Regions from separate parts of the Mus musculus genome. Here region 2 is linked to region 1. Evidence: chromatin contacts called from public HiChIP or PLAC-seq data. All regions are on one chromosome and are shown on one strand. Each heading gives the region's core, a stretch centred on a gene start, on an enhancer-like site or on the middle of the called end of the contact. The rest is flanking DNA. Distances are from core to core; before and after follow the strand shown.

Evidence for each region. HiChIP or PLAC-seq counts read pairs in DNA pulled down with a chosen protein or histone mark.
Region 2: a contact with region 1 is called in an HNF4G HiChIP or PLAC-seq map of pancreatic cancer cells. The contact joins the promoter of Itga2 here to the enhancer-like site in region 1. A contact is called at or near these places in 7 of 39 promoter capture datasets (the 3T3-L1 cell line, HPC-7-derived erythroid cells, embryonic stem cells and 3 more), 1 of 15 datasets of contacts at CTCF or cohesin (CD8 T cells), 7 of 484 Hi-C or Micro-C datasets (CD4 T cells, bone marrow-derived DN2 thymocytes, cortical neurons and 4 more), 7 of 115 datasets of contacts at active chromatin or transcription factors (CD8 T cells, embryonic stem cells, fetal liver and 4 more) and 4 of 9 other capture datasets (adipose tissue, embryonic stem cells, liver and 1 more).

The regions. Positions count from the first base shown.
Region 1 is chr13:114,850,737-114,854,934 of GRCm38.p6, reverse strand. Itga2 (integrin alpha 2) reads left to right here. Exons shown (of 30, transcript NM_008396.3): 21 at 423-515; 22 at 987-1,063; 23 at 1,150-1,233. Among named protein-coding and RNA genes, the nearest start is that of Mocs2, 35 kb to the right of the region's middle. Within about 2 kb of position 1,979, at least 36 of the 459 cell types and tissues checked have an H3K27ac peak or open chromatin away from gene starts, as enhancers often do. A contact at or near this core is called in pancreatic cancer cells, where this site is marked.
Region 2 is chr13:114,930,157-114,934,354 of GRCm38.p6, reverse strand. It overlaps Itga2 (integrin alpha 2), which reads left to right and starts at 2,255. Exons shown (of 30, transcript NM_008396.3): 1 at 2,255-2,479. The coding sequence starts at 2,422.

The sequences.
Region 1 (4,198 bases), core at 730-3,229:
TTTGTGCTCCTGAACGACAAAAGGTGATCTCCTTCTTAGTGTGCATTTTGCCAATCCTTTGGCTTCTCGAGTACACCTTTAGAGTTGGCAATACAAATGCATGCTAACCGTTTGGATACTACAAGATATTCAAGTCTTTGAGAACAATAAAATATTTAAATAAAAAACAATATCACCACTAAGATGTCCTTGTATACATTTCAGTGTGGGTATGCACACACATACATACATATATACACACACATATATACACACATGCATACACATACCACACACATATATACACACATATACACACTGCACATATACATACCACACATATACACACCACACATATATACACATATACACACAACATCATACACACTACACACACATACACACACCACACACTTAATTGTTATTTCTTTGGTCCTGTTCAGGTCGATGGAACAGAAGTAACATGTGAGGTTGGTTCATCGCAGAAATCTGTTACCTGTGATGTGGGATACCCTGCCTTAAAGAGTGAACAGCAGGTACAGTGTGCATGCTCCAGTCCATGCTCTCCACATGTATTGTATTGAGAGCACTGTCCTTCCTGGACACCATTTAACAGACACCACAAAGCAGCTACATACCTGGACAGGGTTCCCTCGCTGAGGTTGCTTTGTTTAAATGGCTAGCAAAGGTCGCATTTCCTACATGTACCTTTTCCCACGTGCACATACAACACAGAATGTTCTTTTGTGTGGCTATGTTGGCCAATATTTGTCAAAGTGCTAGAAGTGATGTTTTCAGGTCAGCACAAAACTTGGCAGTTCTGACAAACGTAGCTCCACAGTGCGTGTATCTGAGAGAAGCTAAGCTCTGTTCTCAGATCAACAAGCTAAAGCCACTCAACATCTTAAGACAATATTAAGAATTCCGCAAGAATGGGTTGATCTTGCTAGAGAACATTTTCCTGGCATAGAGCATCGTGGACTGATGGATTTCAATGTCCTGTGTAGGTGACTTTTACCATTAACTTCGACTTTAATCTTCAAAACCTCCAGAACCAGGCGGCCATCAATTTCCAAGCCTTCAGGTAAGATGCAATGGAATCATAAACTCCTGGTTGGGAGCTTTTTATGAGATTTCTCTTTAAGTGCTGTCTAATATTTGTTTCAATAGTGAGAGCCAAGAAACAAACAAAGCAGACAATTCGGTCAGTCTCACGATTCCTCTCCTGTATGATGCCGAACTTCACTTAACCCGGTAGGTGAAGGCTGCTACTTGGGTGGGTAGCTTTTTACCCCTGACAGCTTGGGTGGGTAGCTTTTTACCCCTGAAAGCTTGGGTGGGTAGCTTTTTACCCCTGAAAGCTTGGGTGGGTAGCTTTTTACCCCTGAAAGCTTGGGTGGGTAGCTTTTTACCCCTGAAAGCTTGGGTGGGTAGCTTTTTACCCCTGACAGCTTGGGTGGGTATCTTTTTTACCCCTTGGTACATAAATCATTGAGCTCATTACCACAGACAATCCTCTGTTTATTCAGTCTTAGATTATGACATTATTTCCCACCAGTCAACTAGATGTCAAATATGCAGATAAACTGATGCCAAGGGACACTTTGACCTTTGAGGTTTATTGACTCAGAATAGCACCAGGATAACAGAGGAAAAATGTTTTTGCCACATATGTCAACATATGTTACGTAGGTCAAGCTACCATGATGTGAATCACCATCTCACTGCAACTTTTTCTAATGTATATGTTTATGATTGTAACGTATGTCAACATCCACTAAAGGTGGTGAGATGCCTGAGCTGTATCAAAAAAAAACAATAAAACAAACAAACAAAAAACAAAAATCAAACAGCAATAATATCCCCTTGATCCTTAGACACCGAATCATACCCTTGGGGCTTTGACAATTGCCTGTATTTCTCACTGCCCTGATCATTAAATGCATCCTGGATGTCGAGCCATATACCTGTTCTTGGGCACGGAAGTCCCCAGCACCACATCTTAGACAGAGCACAAACAATATAAAACAGAGTCACAGGCGGAATAAGCTGATGTGGAAACTGGCCTAAGTCTCACTCCTTAAATGGAAAACCCCAGACATGACTGATGGTGGATTTCTTCCAACCAGGAAGAAATGGGGGATTTTCCAAAGGAAGGCATCCACGAGGAAAGGCTTTCTTCCCTTTTCTTGTCTTCCAAACACAGGTCAACAGGAGGACAGTGGTTAAAATGTAACTAGTAGACACAAATTAGCTTGACTTGTTGCAAGGAGCAGGTGTCTTGGGAAATGCATGGTATACAAAACCAACAAGGGCTACAGACAAATCCCATCTGAGTTCACTCTGAGAACTAAGGCCACTTCCTCTTGGAAACCAAAGACCCCTGAAAAAGCACAATACTGATTTCCCAATAATTCTATGGGTAACTACATTCTTTGACTGGGCCTTTCCAGCCCAGTCCAGGGAAGCATGGAGCATACAGCTTGTGTAATAAATCACAAAACAAACCTGAAAAGGAGTGTGTGCTATCCTGTCTGAAGCTGGAGACACTTGAGCAAAGGTAAAAACAACACATTGTACCAAGTGAGTCACAAAGACACAAGTCGAAACAAAACACACCCATGTTGTCTAGCCCTGAGCCACACAGTAGCTACAGTTTCAAAAAAATAAAAAGAAAAAAGAAAAGAAAGGAAGAAAGAAAGGAAAGAAGGAAAGAAGGAAGGGAGGGAGGGAGGGAGTAAGGGAGGGAGGGAGAGAGAGAGAGAGAGAGAGAGAGAGAGAGAGAGAGAGAGAGAAGAAAAAGAAAAAGTCTCTTTGCTAAAACAAACAAACAAACAAGTGATTGATGACAAAGCTACCATGATGTGAATCGCCATTTCTCTGGAACTTTTTCTAATGTTTAGGATTCCGTATTCTCTTAAACACATTTGGTGAAAGTCTATGTGTTTTCACATATGTTAACAGGAAATAGAGGATTAAAATAAGACTTTTATTTAAAAAAAAAACAATTTTATTAGGTATTTTCTTCATTTACATTTCAAATGCTATCCTGAAAAACCCCTATACCCTCTCCCCACGTTGCTCCCCAACCCACCCACTCCTGCTTCCTGGCCCTCGAATTCCCCTGTACTGGCATCTTAGCTATGTATGTTCTTGATTGCAATTTTATTCTAATGTAGTCTAGGACTAGCATCTATAGTATGTGCTTACAACGTTAAGGTATATAGTCAAAGTTTTCATGATGGAGAAATTTAAACTAAGGACTTCTGATCCTACACCCAGATAGGTTCCCATGAGACTCGTTTGTAAAAGCATTACATTTGTGTATTTGGAAAATACAAACATTACAGTAAGACTCAAAATGAAAAATGAGTTTAGCATTCTCCACCACCTTAGTGACAGCCCCCACAAATGACTAACAAGGCTATTTTAGAGCATTTTCCACACACGTAGTTCATTCATCTGCAGGTTATACACATACATACACACATGTCCTCATTTTTCTTACTCATATGCAGTGCTAAAATATTATTTCCTATCTTCATGTTGTTTTCATATCAGGATATACATATCTAATATATTCTATGTCTGGATGAGTCATAGTTCATGTACCCACTCCAGTATTAATTAGATATTTGGTTGGTTTACATTTTTTGTTTGTACAACCATAAAAACCAATACTGTAAAAAAAAGCTTTAATATTTTATAAACTTCTGAGGAAAGCATTACCCTTAGCAGCTACTGGAATACTGTATAAATACAGCTACAGTCTATGCATATAATAAATACAAATAGAATTATTTTGAACAGGACCCTCTTCAGTTTAGATCACTAATACTGTAACCCATAAGTAATGTCGAGAAAACTTATGTGAAGTAGAAAAATGTCAGATCTCCTTAAAATACAAAAAGAAAGAAAGAAAGAAAGAAAGAAAGAAAGAAAGAAAGAAAGAAAGAAAGAGAGAGAGAAAGAAAGAAAAGAAAAAGCAGACCATATCCATCAATTTAGGAGCTGGCTCTGTTTAGGGGATTACATAAACTTCTGGAAAGTGAAGAAAATATCATAGCTGGGTTTTCTGTTTTAAATCCTCGTGTTTTCCCATTTTCCATACAAAGCTAACACATCACTGTTTCCTCTCACGCAAAACCGTGACAAATACCCACATAGTTTTGACTCTTATGTGACAGGTTTTCCTTCTGAAAGTCTGGAAGAACATTCT
Region 2 (4,198 bases), core at 1,006-3,505, 79 kb before region 1:
TGAAAAAATATTTTCTTAAATATATGACATTTCTGCAAATATGTAATAGTTTCTGGTATTAAAAATTAATACACAAATATCTGAAAATTCTCTGTTTTAATATTTTATATGGTAAATGTAATTTTTAAAAGTTCTTTAATAGTTTGAATGGCATAAAAAGGACCTGAGGCTACAGTGGGAAAGCCCAGCCCTTGCCTATTTCCTGACGGGGATGTGGTTTCCAAACTAACTAACCCAGGCAAGGTATGTGTTAGGTAAGACTGCCAAAATTATTTTCTTTCAGCTCCTTCATGCTAGTTAAATATTGTAACCCACAAATTTGCTCTTTGTTTCCTAACATTTTTGCCTGCTCTGAAAGAAACTCTACAGCCCCTTATCTGACCTGTGTCCAATAGCAGTATGGTGCTCATTTATCCTGTTCTAAGAGCAACACGCCCCCAAAAGATATGCTTCCTTCTCACCAACTCAGTCAAAACACATTACGAAGAGCCACCCTGCTTCCCAAACAAGAGTCTGCTGCAAACAGAACTCACATTTCAGTGAGTCAGAAGGGAACAGGCAGATAGTCATCTCCTTGAAACCTGGCAGGCTTCCTACCAGGAGTCTGAGCTGCCCGGCTGTGTGTCAGGGTTAGTGAGCAGTCACCTCAGAGCTCTCTGGTCTTACTAAGCACTCAGAGCACCGAAGGTCAGAAGTGTCTTTTAGGGTGTATAAGTAAAGAAATAGTGGGTGAGTGAGGCAGCCTGGGGGCTATGAGGTTCGAGGGTGCTGAATATAGGACATTAATCATAAGTTCTAGCGGCCGGTGAGCTCCAACTTGGTACCGTCATGAGTCTAGCTGGTCATCCAGTCTAGCCTATTTGGCAAGATCCAATCCGGTGATAGACTATCGCAACACAAAAGGTGGATGGTTGTAGGGAATAACACTTAGGTTTGTCCCCTGGCGGGCATACATGTGTGTCTACACAAACACACACATCAGCACACATAAACCTGCACACATATGCACACACACAAAGAAGTAGAGGTTCCAGTTCTACCTACCGTTTTATAAATAGGTTTAAAGCGTTTGGCTTTTCCCAAGTGGCTACGTCTGTCCCACCTGGAAGTTGCTCGCTTGCTCTATGGACCTGGGGAGTCCCTTCTTGCTCAGAGGCCTGCTCCCAAGAGATTTTGAATGAGCAATAGCCATTAGACAAGCAATTCTTTATTTTACAAAACCTTTTGAGTGCTTCAGAAAGTAGGCACTGGAATAATTCTAGCCTCATCAATGGGCAGGAACCTGCGGCTGAGCTTCTACGGATATTGGGTTTAAAGACGATTAAAAGTGCATGTTCTATTTCTTGGATTCAAAAGTGAAAGACCCAGATGAATGCTGTCTTTCCAGAATCGGAAAGTTTGGGAAATGGCAAGGCACGAGCTCAGGAGGAGAGATTCTCAACCCGTGGGTTGCGACCCCCCTTCCATCGGTGTACCCTAAGATATTGGGAAACACAGATGTTACATAACAATTCAGAATCAGAGAAGTAGCAACGATAATAATTTTAAACGATAATAATGTTGAGGTCACCACAACATAAAGAACTGTGTTGAAGGGTCGCGGCACTAGAAAGGTTGAGACCCACTGCATTTGAGCCCCTGTCAACTCTTCTCACCTGTCCTGAAATAAATCAGGTAAACTCAGTGATCCAACTCCTCATCGTCTCAGAAATGAACAATCCCCACCCCCCTCTCTCTCCCTCACACCCCTCTGTGGTGCAAAAATAGTACCTCAGGGATAATCATAGCTTGAGAGCAGCTCTTTCTGATGACTTAGTGTCGAACCTGGTCATTCCGAGCTTATTTCTGTCCCTTTCTCCACCCACTCAGGAAAAGCAGAGAAGGGCACACACTGTTCAGGTCCCCTGGCTCTTCTTCTGAGTTATTGAGGGCTATGGCTTGATACAACTGCGTTGGGGGGTGGAGGGAACTGCCTAGGAGTTAGTTTCCTGTGGACAGAGGACGAAGAGATGTTGGTTGTGGGTGGATCCTGAGCTCTTGGGTCTGGTGAGCTAGAACAGTTTGGTACAGGTAGGAAAAAGCCACCGGGCTGGAGTCGCGTCCGCACTGTCTGTAAGATGCCGAGGGCTCCGTGGGCGTCCATGGATCTTGACTCCTTTTTCAGAGCGCTGGAGGAGCCACAGACGCTGAGGGGCTGGGCTCCGTGGGGCGTGGCAGGACAGATCCGGAGTTTGCCCAGGCTGGAGGGGCAGGCAGGGGCGGTTCCTAGCTCAGAAGCTGCAAGCAACTTTTCCTTGCTCTCATTCAGGCTGGAGAGAACTCCTCCGTACAGTTTCTGGAAAGTCTAGCCTCTGGGAGCCCTGGATCGAGGATACTGTGTGCACCCCCAGAGCACTTTAGATTCCCCAGCGCAGACCCAAGATGGGACCGGGACAGGCAGGGGGCGCGCTCCTGCTGCGGCTGCTAATGCTAGTTCAAGGTAAGTCTGAACTCCACTGCGCGTCCGCGTCCGAGGCTGGAGAGACCCGCTTTGGTCCTAGAAGACCAGGGAGGGATCGAGTGCTGCTCTGGAGCTGGCGATGTCTGCTCTGCATCTATGTGGACTCGGGATCCAGGCTTCGTGGAGCCACTTGAACAAACAGGACAGACAGACAGACACAGACACACAGACACACACACACACACACACACACACACACACACACACACACACCCCACATCCTCATTAAGACGTGTTTCACCCGATCAAGCATCCTTCAAAGTCATCTTTCTAAGAGGTTTGGGTTTAGAGATGTTCTCACACCCACAGATTTGGAGCGTTTGTGGGTGGCCAGCAGACCACGCATCCAGCCTCCCAGCTTCCCGCGGATCCCCAGCAGGTGCTGAACTAGCTCTGAACCAGGAACCGGGGATCCAGCTCTGGGCTGCAGCATGCAGCTCTCAAAGGGTGGCTTTGCAGGAAACTTTGATGTGTATTTTTCACCCCGCGCGCACAATGCCCCCTATTCTTATTTCAGGAAGGAGCACTGGTGTTTCTTTCCATAGGAGGAAGAAAAGCCAATCAACTAGGCAGAGGGGGCACTCTTCCTTCCCTCCTGCCTTCCTTTTATTGTTGTAATGTCCTTCAAAGAAAGTAAATTTAGGCTGGTTCTCTCCACTCTCTTGATCCACAAGGCAAGGGGATTAGCTGAGACTGGTGCCAGGCTGCCTGACCTGACTTCCTTTGCATTAAGTAAGGAAGGAGAGTGGGGAAGGCAGGCTGCTGAGAGGCTCAGGAGAACTTTCTCTCCACCTTTATCCACAGCCTGGTCATGCCCAAGATGAAGGATTTTAAGGTAGTTGAGGGGAGATGGGAGGGGACGGTGTGTGTGTGGGGGGGATTGCATTAAACAGCTAACAAAATAGCAAAGTGGTCACTGGATGTCACTTAATTTTTACAAAGAAGGAAAGTATTCCTTTTTTTTTTTTTTTTTTTTCTAGACAGGGTTTCTCTGTCTAGCCCTGGTTGTCCTGGAACTCACTTTGTAGACCAGGCTGGCCTCGAACTCAGAAATCCGCCTGCCTTTGCCCCCCAAGTGCTGGGATTAAAGGTGTGCGCCACCACGCCCCAGCAGAAAGCATTCCTTAATCTGTGCTTCTCTGAGGTTCATCTTTCTTTAAGGTTGAGGAAAACTAGTCCAGGTTCGCCTTGTGGAATTTTTTGTCTGTTGGAGAAGAGAGAAATATGTCCCTATCCCGATTCTGTCGCAGACACAGAGCACTGCTAATTGTTGGGACGCTAACCTGTGCCCCCATGCCTCACACATGTTCTGCCCTAGAGAAACACAGTTGATCTGAGGGGCCATCGGGTCTAATCTAGGGGTTTAAGACAGTTGGATTGGATTCTGACCTTCAGACTCTGGAACTCTCTCTCTCCTAAGAGGAACTAGAAACCCAAACCCTGGCTTTTCATCTCTTTTTAATTGTCGGTATTATTAAAAGGAGCCATCGAAGCACAGCACCATTTTCTGATCTTTGAAATGTTGAGGCTTGTTCTGGGAGGAGCCCTTGAGAAGGACCTGGGTGGAATGTGTTGCCGAAAGGCATGAAGTCAGGTACCCAGTTTTCTTCTGCAGTTAGTTAATTGGGATGATTCAATGTCAGAAAGCAGACAGGATTTATATGACACCTGTATAAAATGACTCCACGTGTTTATTTC